Linked DNA regions of Mus musculus: region 2 is linked to region 1. A link is a contact called in public Hi-C data. All regions are on one chromosome and are shown on one strand. The core of a region is the stretch at or near the end of the contact, and the rest is flanking DNA. Distances in the headings are between cores, read along the strand shown. Region 1 has its middle 150 kb from the start of Gm46516. Region 2 has its middle 130 kb from the start of Gm41326.

Region 1 (3,487 bases), core at 260-2,759:
CCTTCAGTTAATCTTTGCATTTTAGTTGTCTGCATTTCAGTTATGAGCAAGAGTGAGATGACATTGTTGTGCATTTATTTTGTGTGATACGTTGTTTCTTCCTCTCTACATATACGTATGTATGTATGTATGTATGTATGTATGTATGTATGTATGTATGTAGAAAGGAGGGAGGAAGAAAGGAAGCTAGGAGAAAAGGGAGCTAAAAAACTCTGCAAAGTTGTCTAAGGTACATAGATGCATTTATTATTAAAGTGCTCTTGGTGGAGTGGGAGCCTAGCCTATCTTCAGGGACCACATTGTTAGTACATCCTTAAGTTAGCTTTATTAAACTAAGAAAAATTGAGCTTATTATGCAGCTGTTTGGTTTCATATAACAGAAACTGACTCTGGTTAACTTATGCAAAGAGGTAATTTATTGGAAGGAATAAAGTTGTTTGTGGACTATAAAGGGGAGTGGAGGACTTGGCCTGCACAGATGTGTGTGTGTGTGTGTGTGTGTGTGTGTTGGAGGCTGTGAGAACAGAGTGTGATTTCCTTACATTAGGAACTGATGAAATACCTTTGCCTTAATACTTTTCTACCTCAGAGAATGAAACCTAACTGTGCCTAATACTTTTCGTAATTCTGCCACAGATCAATATTTTGGGGAGCACATTTGTGTTCCCTGGATATGTCCTATGCTTGTCCTTTGGCTGACAGTGGGCAGAGTGACTCGATTAAAGTTGTAAAATCATGTTTAGACAGGGAAGAGGGAGCTCTCCACAAGGAAATTGCAATTACATTTACATAAGAAGGGCATGATATTGGATGGCAGCTAAGACAAGTCACTGTGCAGGGTCAGACCTGTTTTACATTATAGGAACCAGAGAGGTGGAGTGCTCCAGATGGGAGTTCTAAAATAAAAGCCAATCTGTATTTACATGACCATCCTTTTTGAAATGGATGAAATAGGCAGAGGGGTCCATGATGGTCATTTACAGGGACTACTGAGGTCCAAATTTGGGAAAGATTGGGTGTCTGAGCCTCTATAGTCCAAGACAAAAACAGTTCCAAGTACTCCAGAGACAACAAAGAGAGCAGGAGAAATTGCTGTATTCTTGTTAATGCCCAACTCTTTTTTATCTCAGCAACAGGAAGTCCCTGAAAGTCTCTTACAAAATGAAGGGAAGAAACAAATATGGATTTTTAATGTATTGCCTCTTCTCTGTCTCTGTCTGTTTCTGTCTCTGTTGTCTGTCTCTGTCTGCCTCTGTCTGTTTTTGTCTCACTGTCTCTGTGTTTCTCTGTCTTTGTGTCTGTCTGTCTTTCTCTCTCTCTCTCTCTCCCTCTCTCTCTCTCTCTCTCTCTCTCTCTCTCTGTGTGTGTGTGTGTGTGTGTGTGTGTGTGTGTGTGAGAATACGCGCGTGTATTCTCAAGGGGAGCCGATCCATTAGTAACAGGCAGACATGCCAAAAGCAATAAAGGGGCAGGCTCACTGGGCTAAGCAGGCAGTAGTTACAGGCTTTCCAGGAGAATCTTGCTCATTCATTAATTCTAGCCTTGGAAGGGAGCCAAGCTGTGTGGTTTCACCACAGCAAGGGGCGCGATCCTGATGATTAAATGCCCTTTGTTGCCTTGCATTTAACTTTTTCTAGTAACTCACTTTGAAGAATGGAAAACTGAGTTTTCAATGCTTTGTTGTCTGCTGAAGCTAAAGCTAGCAGTAATTGAAGCCAGCCGAATGAGGAAGGGAATGGTCAAGGTAAATCTTGGAGCACAAAGGAAGTCAAGGGACGGAGCGGTGGCTCAGTGTGTTCTCTATTCCTCTCTTGATGCGAGTGAGATTTTAGCTGCAGCATATTTTTGGAAAATCATGTACCATTTGGAAAATATGCTCCCTTCACCATTCTCTCTGGATTACTTATGCTCTACTGTGTACACAAGACATAGGGCTCGAACAATAAGAATGGCATTGCTGGGGAGATATCGTCATATGTAGCTGTCTATATCACACTGGGTTATCTCACCCCCAAATCCTTTGCTTTGTTTGCATGGCTGACAACTTAAATTATTTAATTAAGTTAACACCTCTGTTTTACCTTGATAGACACGTTTGCATTGTCTTGAGCGAAGGAAATGCTTCTGTTTAGTAATGTTTAAAACATATTAATGAACTAGCTAGATTCAATACCTGGGCTAGTAATTGTTATAAAGGAGGTGATTTATGGATGCTAACTAAAATGAGTAGAAAAATAAGGCCACTTTTTAATCTCCAAATGAAGAGGAAAATTTGAATATAACTTAACAATATTGAGACTAAGTAAATCGTTGAAATAGTCAAGGTTGGAGACTGTGTGAGCAAAGTTCTGTTCTATAAACTATTAAAACATGAAAGATAGTGTACTCGAGCATGGAAAACTACTGAACTTTAGGTTGAAAACCAGACATCATAGACTCCACTTCCTACCCCAAGACCTAGTTATAGCCTTGGCATCTTTAGGCTTATTTTCATGCTTGCTTTAACTTGACTTCTGGGTAGGAGAAGGATAAGGTTCTGAGGAGGTGGTTAGAAATTTCAAAAGGACATTTAGGCTTTATATTTTGCTTGGTGAATGTGTATAATATGTAAAGGAATATGGTAGCTCTGGAACACCATGGCTAATACCTTCTAGCAGGAAGTTGCACATATATATCTATAAATGTATATATGTATACATAGATATATTCTTTTTTAGTTTATTAAAACATAATTATATCATAAATATTAAGGAATTACATTCCTTGTCCAAATATTTCTTATGTCCTCCTGCCTCTTGTCCATAAGAAATTCATGTTTTTTTTAAACTATTATTATTACACATGAAGGCAAATGAATATAAATGTAACCGGTTGGGATCATTTAATGTTGTTTGAATGCATAACTTTTAAGTGCTGAACCTTTTGTCTTGGATTAAAAATTTAAAAGGATCTTTGTAAGGAGTTCTATTACAATATTATTTGTATATCTATTTCCCTATTTTAAGTGCATAATTCAAAGTTTGTAATTTATTTAAATAATTATGTAGCCATCACTAAAATCCAAGTTTGGATAGTCTCATTATGTCCCAAGTAAGACCATTACTAATTAGCTTTTCATAATCTTCTCCCATGCCCTTGACTACCACTAATTTATGTTTGGTGCATATGTATTTGAATATTTTATAGGATGCCATTTTATAGCATATGGTCTTTTCTGCCTGAACACTTTCACTCAGTATAAAGATTTTGGGGTTCATCTGTGCCATAGATTTGTATGGGTATCATTCCTTTGTATTGCTGATTAGTGAGTGATAATGTTTATGTTTTCATCAGTAGTTGGCCATTTGGGTGGGTTTTTACATTATGGATATTATGAATATCACTGCTTTAAACATTTATTTACAAATTCTTTTGGGAACATATGTTTTTAGTTTTTGAGTATATGTTGAAGATTCCTAGATATTATAATAATTTCACATTTAACTTC
Region 2 (3,487 bases), core at 294-2,793, 200 kb after region 1:
CACATACAGAAAAGGATTTTCTTTCTTGTTGGTTTTGAATTGTGCCTGTGCTTTGCCCTGTCTACCACTTATATGGGCCATTCAAGGAAAATTTCACCTTAGAAAAGCATAACTATAGGCAATCTGTGTACTACTCTGAGAAATCCTGTTAAGAATTTATATTCAGTTTGAGTTGAAATTTCATTTTTTTCTCAGATGTAAATAATAAGATCATCCAGGCTAAAGGCCAAAGTATGTGTCATATTTTTTTAAAAAATATAGTGTAAAAGAGGTCTTTTGAGGCTTTTCCTTGTTAGAATGAATTTTCATGATTAACCATTGAATAAAAGATGCTTACACAACCAAAGTCCTTTGTCAGAAAGGGGTAGCAATTCGTAGTTCCCAGTCTTTCCTAGGTCTTTGGCCAGGGACAAAGACAGCAGTAGCTTTATTGCAGTGTTAATTATTTAATTGAATGAGTATCCTCTTTCTTAAGCAGGAAATGCATGCCTGCATCTTAATTTCTCTGTCATGGAGTATGAAAGCAAGAAACACACAGTAGTAATATGTGATAATAGAAAAGAAATGTGCCTTTGTAACAACCTGAAATAAAATTAATGAACCAGATGATTAGACTTGTTAGTGAAAGATTTTTTTGTTTAACTGATGAAATCATTTCTCTCCCCTAACTGTCAAGTTTTCCTACTGTATTTAAAGAGTCGTGAGTTTCAAAGTCTGTTCATAGCCAATTCTGCACTGCAATAAAACTGTACAGTTGGAAGATTTCTGGGCATTTCTACTTGGAAGAAAGCATGCTGGGTTTTGTAGAACTCTTCATTTCACTGTGTCCGAGTTCCAGTCAGTGTGAGAAAACATGTGACTTGCCAGGCTCACAGAAGGTGAATGTCTCCTGCCTGCCTGACAGCATCTCTTGGTTCCCAGGGCAGAAATAATATGGTATGACTTTGTTTATATTCTGGCAGCTGCTCAAAAGAGGAAGACACTCACTGTGATTAGATTGATGTCTACCATTGAAAGATCAGTTCTTTGAGCTGGCTGGAAGCTGGGCTGCAGTTACCAGCTTTCTGAACGATTAAGTGGCTGAACTTGCTTTTTCGCATGCATAACTAGATCCAAATCCTCACTGTTCTCCCTTATTACATGTTTTATGTTTGAGTCTCAGTGTTTTCCAATTAAGAAAATGGAAATAATTGTTTCCCAAAAGCATTGTTGCAACAATTAAATGGTATGAAACAATGGGTAGATGTAAAGGTTCGGGAAATATAGAACATAACAATTAATAACTCCTATTAAAATTTGAAATACCTTTTAAATTTCAAGGGTTGTTTTTGTCTTGATAACAATAGATGTTATTCTCTATAGCACACCAACACAAAATTGTGCTTTAATAAGCATTTGTTACATTCAATTCAATTCCCTAGTCTGAATGAGCAATAAAGCTGACACGTGCTGTGCCTGCCAGGAAATACACTGGCAACGCTCAGATCGTTCACATGTGTTACAGTCACAGATGTTGGGAAAGGCCTCAGAGAGAGAAGCCAGGCCTTTAACACAGTGCTTTGGAAACCAGCCAGCTCTCAGCTGCACTTATCTTGCAGAGAGCCCAGGGCAGGAGACTCTGGTTTTTTGAGTTGCTCAGTAACCTTCATTAAATCGGACTTCCATGGAGTCTGGTAAGGCTAATTTCTTTTTCAGCACAGGTAAGGACAGAAGAGTTCACAGAAGTATCCACTTTCAGCGAGGTAATGATTAACAGAAAGCATTATTATAAATAAAAGGAAACAAGGACTCTTGCTGTTTAAGCAAGAACCACCAGTAGGCAAGTGGCATTCTCAGGATAGGTTATAAGAAGGGGCTGAGTGGAGCCTGGCATAAGTGAGCATTGATGGCAGAGTATTCCTCAGATATTGGCACCACAGGTCTGTTACCACCTCGAGCCAGTAGTTTCAGAAGCCAGCATGCATCAAGTCAAAACACTGTCAGGAATGGGGCTGCTACTTTCAGGTGAGACCCACAAGCCGTCCCTTAGCAAACTTTCAGGACAGTGGAGCAGACAACTGGGGAATGTGCTGACTTACTTCTGTTCCTATAATCTTCCACATCTATGCCTCTCATAAGAAGAATGGCAGGTGAAGAGAAAATGAAGTGCATCATATTTCAAAATCTTCCCACTCCAACTTAGCACGGAGTGACTTAGGATTGAAACCTCCCCCATGAAGTGACCCTGTGTGACCTTGTAGCTCTAGGGTAGACTTTTTGTACCTTCTCCACAGTGAGACCAAAAACATCAAATTAGTTGTTCTTGTACTTCACTCTTTTCTCAAATAGACCTCATACTCACCCCTGAACTGCCAATGCACATCTCTAGCAGTAATTACTTATGTTGAGATGGCAAACCCAACTTGTAGCTCGGTGTTACTGTTACATTATGACATAATAACAGAGAAAGTAACTGAAAGGGGAAATGATTTATTTTGGCTCACTGCTTGAGAGACTTCATTTGGTGGTCACTGGACTCCACCATTTGGAGGAAATGTTGAGGCCTAATATTATGGTATGGAGCATATGGAACAGCAAGGCTGGTTCCTTCCTGAAAGCCAAGATCAAAGAGAGACGCCTGTGGTCCTAACATCTTATTTAAGGTGGCCTTCCTAGTGACCTAACTTCTATAAGTTCCTAAGATTCCCAATAGATCCTGACACTGGCTGCCACTCTTCCAACATTTACAATCCTCGGAGGAACATTTAAGGTCCTGATCATGCTTTCTTCTTGGATGTAAGTTAACTTCACTTTCCTCTCTGTAGACCACGAATAGATATCATTGGCTTATCCTTTGAAGGCGTGGATGTGAACCACACAGAGGAAAATGTTGATAAGTTAAATCATATCCAATGGTTGACCTTTATGAGTACAGATAATACAATAATAATGATAATAATAGTTATTATCAACAGATATTGTTTTGTGGACTTTTTGAGAATACTATAGTTTTAATTTTATTTTTGCTTCACTTTAAAAACATGAGGGCCCTAAATCAAAATGATTACAGGCAGAGGAGTGAGAGCTTGAAGTTACATCCATTATATGTAAATGAAGCATGTCTACAATACAGCATTAGTGTATATGGTATAAAGATGACTTGCTGTCTTTCCATAATCTTTAGAACTCTCACATGCACATTTCTACTTAATATTACTAATATGATAAGTTACAATGTGTCATAAAGAGTTGTCTTTCATTGGGTTATTGCTTATTTATTCGCTTTGTTTTTCTATATACTTCTTCTAGATTTATTTTTATTTATGTGTGAGAGTATCATACAGATGTACAGGTACCCAAGAAGGCCAGAAACTGGATCTGGTGTTGCAGGCAATTATGAAGAGCCTGATGTGAGCACTGAAAAGCGAACTCTGGTCCTCTGGGGGAGGTGCTCTTGACCTCTGAACCATCTCTCTATCCCTCCCATAATATTTCCAAGAAGGAACTG

Evidence for each region. Hi-C and Micro-C count contacts between places; a contact is called where the count stands out from the background.
Region 2: a Hi-C map of the N1E-115 cell line shows a contact between it and region 1, with 1.9 times the contacts expected there. The contact joins two enhancer-like sites. A contact is called at or near these places in 5 of 484 Hi-C or Micro-C datasets (the N1E-115 cell line, beige adipocytes, embryonic stem cells and 2 more).

The regions. Positions count from the first base shown.
Region 1 is chr15:56,076,427-56,079,913 of GRCm38.p6, forward strand. No RefSeq gene overlaps it. Among named protein-coding and RNA genes, the nearest start is that of Gm46516, 150 kb to the left of the region's middle. Within about 2 kb of position 1,510, at least 42 of the 459 cell types and tissues checked have an H3K27ac peak or open chromatin away from gene starts, as enhancers often do. A contact at or near this core is called in the N1E-115 cell line, where this site is marked.
Region 2 is chr15:56,277,253-56,280,739 of GRCm38.p6, forward strand. No RefSeq gene overlaps it. Among named protein-coding and RNA genes, the nearest start is that of Gm41326, 130 kb to the right of the region's middle. Within about 2 kb of position 1,544, at least 66 of the 459 cell types and tissues checked have an H3K27ac peak or open chromatin away from gene starts, as enhancers often do. A contact at or near this core is called in the N1E-115 cell line, where this site is marked.